2 separate regions of the Mus musculus genome follow, and region 1 is linked to region 2. The links are chromatin contacts, called in public HiChIP or PLAC-seq maps. All regions are on one chromosome and are shown on one strand. Each heading gives the region's core, a stretch centred on a gene start, on an enhancer-like site or on the middle of the called end of the contact. The rest is flanking DNA. Distances are from core to core; before and after follow the strand shown. Region 1 has its middle 3.1 kb from the start of Gm30193. Region 2 overlaps Gm30145 (a long non-coding RNA gene).

Region 1 (3,394 bases), core at 714-3,213, 210 kb after region 2:
TATGTATTTCCCCAGTGGAAGCTCCTTCGTTCATTGTTCAAGAAACTGCAAGCTGGATATAGTGGCACACAGTGGTATTTGCAGTTTTGGGGAGGCTGACTCTTTAGGATCTTGAGTTCAAGTACAGCCTCAGTGACATAACGAGGTCCTGTCTGAATACATGGGATGAGGGAATGTGTCAGAGGGGAATCAAGCCCAGTGCTCTCCCTCCTTGCTGCAAGTGGCAAACCTGGTTTCACTCCCTTAAACCTTGGTGATGCAAACGCCCATCCCTTGGACATAAGGTCATCTATAGTGTGGAAGGGTGGATGCAGCGGGACTGTGGAGGCTCCCAGGGGAAAGCGAAGGCTTCCGTTTCTGCTTGCTTACTTTTCCCCTCCCCCATGTCACTCTACACATTGAATCTTTAGCTCCTGAAAAGTCAATCAAGCCTTGTGAGTGGGTGTGGGGTCCTGGCAAAATGTCCAAAAGATATTGGGAGGAAGAACTGGAGGCACGAGCGTGTGTGTGTGTGTGTGTGTGTGTGTGTGTGTGTACTGGCACACTGATCCCCAAATAGTACTGTATTGTTGAGTCTGAAAGGTCAAGTCCCTGGGCGAAGCCCTCCTCTGTAGACGAGCCTTTGGCTTGTTGTTTCTTCCATTTCCTGGTCTCTGGAAATCACCTTTCTCCAAAGGTTTCTAGTTCTTGTTTCTCCAGCAGTGCGGTTCAGGTTCCGTAGGAAGATACAAACCTGCCCTGAGGTTCTTGCTATAGCTCACACCAACCGTACCTGAAACTTCCTTCCAATCTCTAGCTCTTGACCTGCCTGTGGATCTCCATGCCGTTCTCCCGCTGAGAAAGGGCAAGGCTGTCCTGTCAGAGGCAGAGCCTCGCTTGCTGGCTATCTTTAGGCAGGCTGGGGAGGAAGGTATGTGCTGTGTAATGATTATGGGTTTAATTCTTGCTTTAGAGAGGAAATGACTCACCCTGTAGATAAACTGGACTTGAAAGAATGTCTGGCTTATGCAAAGCCCTTATTTACATACCAGCCTCTCATTCACAAGGAAATTGTTACTCAAGGACTTTGACTCTGGACGCCTTCCCTTTTATTCCAGGTCTTTGATAAACCTTGGCCTAACAGATCCCTGGGAGGAATTTCTGTAACAGAGGCCTCTCATATCCCAGCTTCCTCTCCCCTCTGAACATCGACGTTGTGTGACTAATAATGGAGATACCCACCCACCCACCCACCCATTTCTAACTCCTCATGTCTCAGAGCCTCTGCCAGTGTGGCTGTACCTACAGCTTCCAGGCGTGTCAGGGTGGGGCTGGTTCACACAATCTGGTTTCCCTTACAGGGTGTAGTAAAGCGTTATTGAGCCAAAGTTAGATGAAGGTGACCCAGTGTCAACCAGCCCTGGCTACTTTTCTTATCAGCAATATGGTCTCTATGTTAGCTTCTTAGCTGCTACCTGACCTACCACGGATCAAGAGACCAGCACCTTGACCTGGACGCCCTTGTCTGCCCATTAATTTGAGCGAAAGAATTCAGCAGCAGGTGTCGCCGAAGCTATCTCTTCTCCAAGTCCCACCCCCCTAAGGAAGAAAGCTATTCCCACTAGACCCTCCCTGAGCTTCCATTAACACAAATCACTGGAAGAGAGGCCGTCTGTCAACACACCTGCATAGACTCTGACACACACAGTCCTCTTCTATTTTTAGTCTTGCTCAATATGCCAAAGAGATTTATACTTCCCTGCTAGTAGGCAGGCCCAGTCTCATTTCAACACGTTCCTACAAACCCCCTAACGTCCCCCAAAATCATTTACTGTTCATTGAAAAAGTGTCCACAGTTTCTGTTCTTCCCCAATAGAACAGAGGTATCATTTTGGAGTTTCTACGTCCTATTGGGCCAGGGGTTAATTGTATTACATGTGTGTCTTCTCTCTAGCTAATTGGTCTTTGCCAGTGTATTCCAGCCAATCCTTGAATGGCAGAGGGGAAATTCCCTTCACTATTCCATATGTAAATGGGAATCTCAGAGCTCTAGGATGGTGACAAGAAAAATTAGGCAATGTAAAGGGTGTGAGGTATTCGCCAGAGAAGATTGCTCAGACTTCAGTTTGAGCCAATAGAAAGTTTTAGTTGGTCTGTGTCTACACGGGGTATTCCAGATCTCAGGGTAGCAGTGAGCCTTCTTGGGGTGAGATTTTAAGCACAAAATCCATCATTTCCTGGGTTGACATATTTCAGTAATAAGAACAGTTAGATAAAAATGGAACTACAGAAACAAAAAAAGCAAGGTTAGTTCATTTAGAGACATTCCCAGAACTATAGACTTTGGTGGACTGGGTCTTTATTTTCATTTTTGGCAGGAGGTGGTGTCTACATGCTGAGTTTTAGGGCCTGAATAGTACTTCTATCATGGAGTCAGTTATGCTAAGGTCTGGGAGGTTTACTAAGGCTTAAAGCCCTTTCCAGTGATAAACTCTCTTGATATCGGAGATGATCGTTAATTAAATGTTTACTCGTGTTGTAAGTTAGTCTGTTTTCTTTGTTTTTTAGGGTTCCCTTTCCGGCCTTTCTAAATTTGTTTCTTCAACTTAAATTTTTGTCCCCGATAACTTTTTAAGTTGAAAAACTCATGTAGGTAGATAGGGTATACCGTTTGCTTAATGGTGGACGATTTGTCAAATAAACAAAACAACAAAGAACAACAACAACAACGATATCTGTCCCAGCTAGAGGATCCCACTCCATGCTCCAAAATTCAGTTTTGCTCTAGAGACTTCTGAGCAGCCAATGTGCGTGAGTGTGTGCCTGCCTGTGTGTGTTCATGTGCACATGTGTGTGTGTGTGTGTGTGTGTGAGATGTTTGTGGGTACTCATGGAGTCTAGAGGTATTGCATCCCCAGTAGCTGTAGTTACAGGCAGCTCAGCCACCTGACATGTGAGCTGGGAATTGAACCAAGCTCCTCTGGAAGAGCAATGCACACTCCTAACTGCTGAGCCATCATGTATTCAACCTCCATGCCTTTCTTGATTCCTTTTGATGTCTTGGGTAACGATTACCAGCAGGCAACTCTGGCAACCGACGGCTCTACCTGACCTTGCCATCATGTAGAATTGAAGTCTTCGGCTCCAGAGAAGGGCTTGCCAACCCCAGCTTCTCATCCTCACGGATGTGGGTTTTTTTGTTTTTTTTGTTTTTAGTTTTTTTCTGAGACAGGGTTTCTCTGTGTAGCCCTGGCTGTCCTGGAACTCACTCTGTAGACCAGGCTGGCCTTGAACTCAGAAATCCGCCTGCCTCTGCCTCCCAAATGCTGGGATTAAAGGCGTGCACCACCATCGTCTGGCTCCTTACAGATTTCTTGTTCTTACTTTTTTGGTCATGTATTTCCTCTGAGACTTC
Region 2 (3,254 bases), core at 698-3,197:
CCTTCTTGCTGCAGAGACAACTTCTTAAATGGAGGTTTCCTTCCTAGATGTAAATCTCTCATACGAAATGAAAAGCTCTGCTCTGTTTTCAGAATCCTGTGTCTTCAGTTTCTCAAAATTGTCCATATGCCAACGTGGAATATTTTGGGATAGCATATTCTGATTTCCCAGAGACAAAAAAATAAACAATCAAAATATGTAAATGACACAGTTATCGAAGATGAAGTGGAGGGAGAGGGGAGAGTGGGTGGTTCCAAGGGAGTGCTTGTGTGTGAATCTAGAAGGATGATTGACAGGGAAAGCCGCAAAGCCAAGCAAATGCCTGGCAAATGAAAGTACACAGCCAAGAGTCTCAGCTCAGGGGTTTCCTGGTATGCTCTAGAGAAAGCAGGAAGGCCATGTGGATGGAGTAAGACCAGTGTAGAAGGTGATACAGGAAAAGAAGCCAGGATGAGGGAGGACTGGTAGGGATGGTAGACTTGGCAAAAGCTGGCTTTTATGGAGCTGAGATGTCTCAGGAAGAAGGGGCTGTTGTGATATTGTTGACTCACATCTGTAATCCCAGCATCCCAGAAGTTGAGGCAAAGGGGTTGCCATGGCTCTGAAACCACCCTGGGCACATTGGAGCCTTAGAAATTAGTAGTAAATGGCTTCTCGTGTAAGCTCAAAGACAGAGAACAGCACCGTGAATGTCGCTGTACTCGAAGCTTGTCTTATGATGCCTGGGCCACCTCTCTGAGCTACCCTCTGATGAACAAATATAAAGGTTGTCAGGATATGGTGGTGGTTTTGATGGCTAATCTCTTTTAGTTATTCGATGTATTTCCAGAAGGGGGCTTTAAGGAAACTCTTTTGCAAGAAGTTTCTTTAGGCAGAAAAGGGAACTTGAGAGAGCTCGTCCCTGAATGAGGGAAAGACAAAGCAAAGTTCAGGAGATTCTCATTCAGAGCCATTTGTCTGCTTATCGCGCTGGCCATTGGTGGTACAAACCTTTAGTCCCAGCACTCCTGAGGCAGAGGCAGGTGGATCTCTATGAGTTCAAGGCCAGTCTGGTCTACAGAGTGCGCTCCAGAACTGCCAGGGCTACAAGGAGAAACCTTGTCTCAAAAAAATAAAAAAATGAAAAAAATAAAAAATAATAAAAATCTTGCCAAAGCATTGAACCTTGACAATCAAGACACACAACCGATACTCGAGTATCATGCAGGGGGCAGTCTACTTCCCTGCAATTCTGCCAGGCTCTCTCTACTCATTCCTCTCATTCTTGTTGGGCTATGGCAGAATCCAGAGAGGGGTTAGGAAGTGATTACAACCCAGGAGGCTGCTAATAACCTGAGAGGGTGGTAGGGAAGCTAGAACCATGACAGCTGCACTCAAGTAGATGGGATTCACCAGAGCCTAATGGCACCCTGAAAGGTCCACGGGACTTTCTGGTCAACTAGATGTGTGGTAGAAAAGCAGACAGAAGGGTGAGGGCAGCATTACTGAGGTTAGCATAGACTCAGGGAGGTGTGCAGGTGGGCTCAGTTAGCTCTGAGATCTAGTTCTAATACTTTGTGTTTAACATAAGCATGACATCTGTTAGTGAAAAAGTGTAAAAAAAACTAGGCCTTTAGGCCCAGGCTGGAGAATGTGACCTTTGTGACTCAGTGCTCCAAGGCATGCTAATCATAAAAAAGATAGCAACATTCTTCCACCCACCCGCTTCCTGGGTTCAGGGAGTGTTCATTCAAAGAAAGTCACCCTGACCGATCCTGAAACCAGCTATGCAAATGTGCTATTGTTAGGGGCTCATAGAAACTGTCTTGAGAAATAACCTGCACAATTACCAGGTATTCCTTGTGACTCTTGTGACTTTGCACTTCCTCGTGGCTCTTAACTGGTATTTTTGGTATTTCCCAACAATGCCCTCCCCACTCCCTTGAGTTTTGGTTTTTTTCCTTTAAATATCCCCTTAACCAGCTACTTGGGGCACCATGGTCCTCTACCCCTGCATGGTGTATGAGTGTGGGTCCTCTTGCGGTTTGCATCAAGACAGTTTCTCGTGAGTGATTTGGGGTGTCACCTCTCCTGAGTCAGAATGTGGAGGAGTCCTCATGTTGTGGGTCTTTCATTAGATTAGTGGATCCTGGAAGGAGCTTTCCCAATGCTCAGTCCGTGGAACCTATATGTCTATTTAGTCACTTGGCAAAGGGAAAACAAGGTGGCTAATCAGCTTCACTTGAAATTTAGATATTTCCCTGTGGAGTCACAAGCTTTTACATGGAGGATAAAGATAGAGAGGAGCTGGTGGTGCAAGACTCAGCCAGCCAGTGCTGGCTTTGAGGATGGAGGGGATCACATTTGAACAAATAGAAACTGCCTCCACAAGCCGGATGAAGAAAAACAAGAAAACAAAACAAAATGTTCTCCGAGAACTTTCAGAAAGGAATACAGCCCTGCTCACACCTCAATTGGATCATCCCAGTGATATCATTTGGATTTTTGAGCTCCAGAGCCACAGGATAATAAACTTGCCTGGTTTTTGTTTTGTTTTGGTTTGTTGAGACAGGGTTTCTCTGTATAGCCCTGGCTGTCCTGGAATTCACTCTGTAGACCAGGCTGGCCTCGAACTCAGAAATCCACCTGCCTCTGCCTCCCAAGTGCTGGGATTAAAGGCGTGCGCCACCACTGCCCTACATAAACTTGCCTTGTTTTAAGCCATTTTTTAAAGCAGCAGGGAGGGAGGGAGGAAGGAATTTTTTTTTCTGCAGCAATTTGCTGCATCAGCATTAGACAGACCCAAGAGTCACATGAAATCTCAGGTAGGCTGCCAAAGAAGTGGGTCTGGATTTGGGATAGAGGTCCAGGCTAGGTATAAACTTGCGAATTATTGCTATATGATACAACTTAAAACTAAATGCCTTATGACAATGCCAAAAAAGCCGATAAAAAGGGAAGAGAGCTGGGGAGGGGAGAAGACAGAAAACAATGAACAGGTCAATTCTGGGAGACTTTGACCTTAAGAGAGAAGGTGCCCTTAAATACCTAGAGGACAGGGGGAAGCCAGGTAAGGGAGGTGCTTTATGAAAGGGACAGTGACCTGTGTCACATGTTCAGATGTTAGGGAAGGTGAGGGCTAGAAATTGATTTGTGGATTTAGCGATACAAAAGTAATTGATAATCTTGACCAGGACAGTTTGGGTATGTTCTGGGGGCTAACAGTGTGGATAGCAGATCTTAGAAAGGATGGAGGAAGGAGGGAGGGAGGGAGG

What was found. HiChIP or PLAC-seq counts read pairs in DNA pulled down with a chosen protein or histone mark.
Region 1: an H3K27ac HiChIP or PLAC-seq map of trophoblast stem cells shows a contact between it and region 2, with 11 read pairs. The contact joins two enhancer-like sites. A contact is called at or near these places in 3 of 484 Hi-C or Micro-C datasets (embryonic stem cells and liver) and 3 of 115 datasets of contacts at active chromatin or transcription factors (embryonic stem cells, pancreatic cancer cells and trophoblast stem cells).

Annotation. Positions count from the first base shown.
Region 1 is chr10:111,575,193-111,578,586 of GRCm38.p6, forward strand. No RefSeq gene overlaps it. Among named protein-coding and RNA genes, the nearest start is that of Gm30193, 3.1 kb to the left of the region's middle. Within about 2 kb of position 1,964, at least 52 of the 459 cell types and tissues checked have an H3K27ac peak or open chromatin away from gene starts, as enhancers often do. A contact at or near this core is called in trophoblast stem cells, where this site is marked.
Region 2 is chr10:111,367,529-111,370,782 of GRCm38.p6, forward strand. All of the region lies in intron 4 of Gm30145 (a long non-coding RNA gene), which reads right to left. Among named protein-coding and RNA genes, the nearest start is that of Gm30145, 9.1 kb to the right of the region's middle. Within about 2 kb of position 1,948, at least 22 of the 459 cell types and tissues checked have an H3K27ac peak or open chromatin away from gene starts, as enhancers often do. A contact at or near this core is called in trophoblast stem cells, where this site is marked.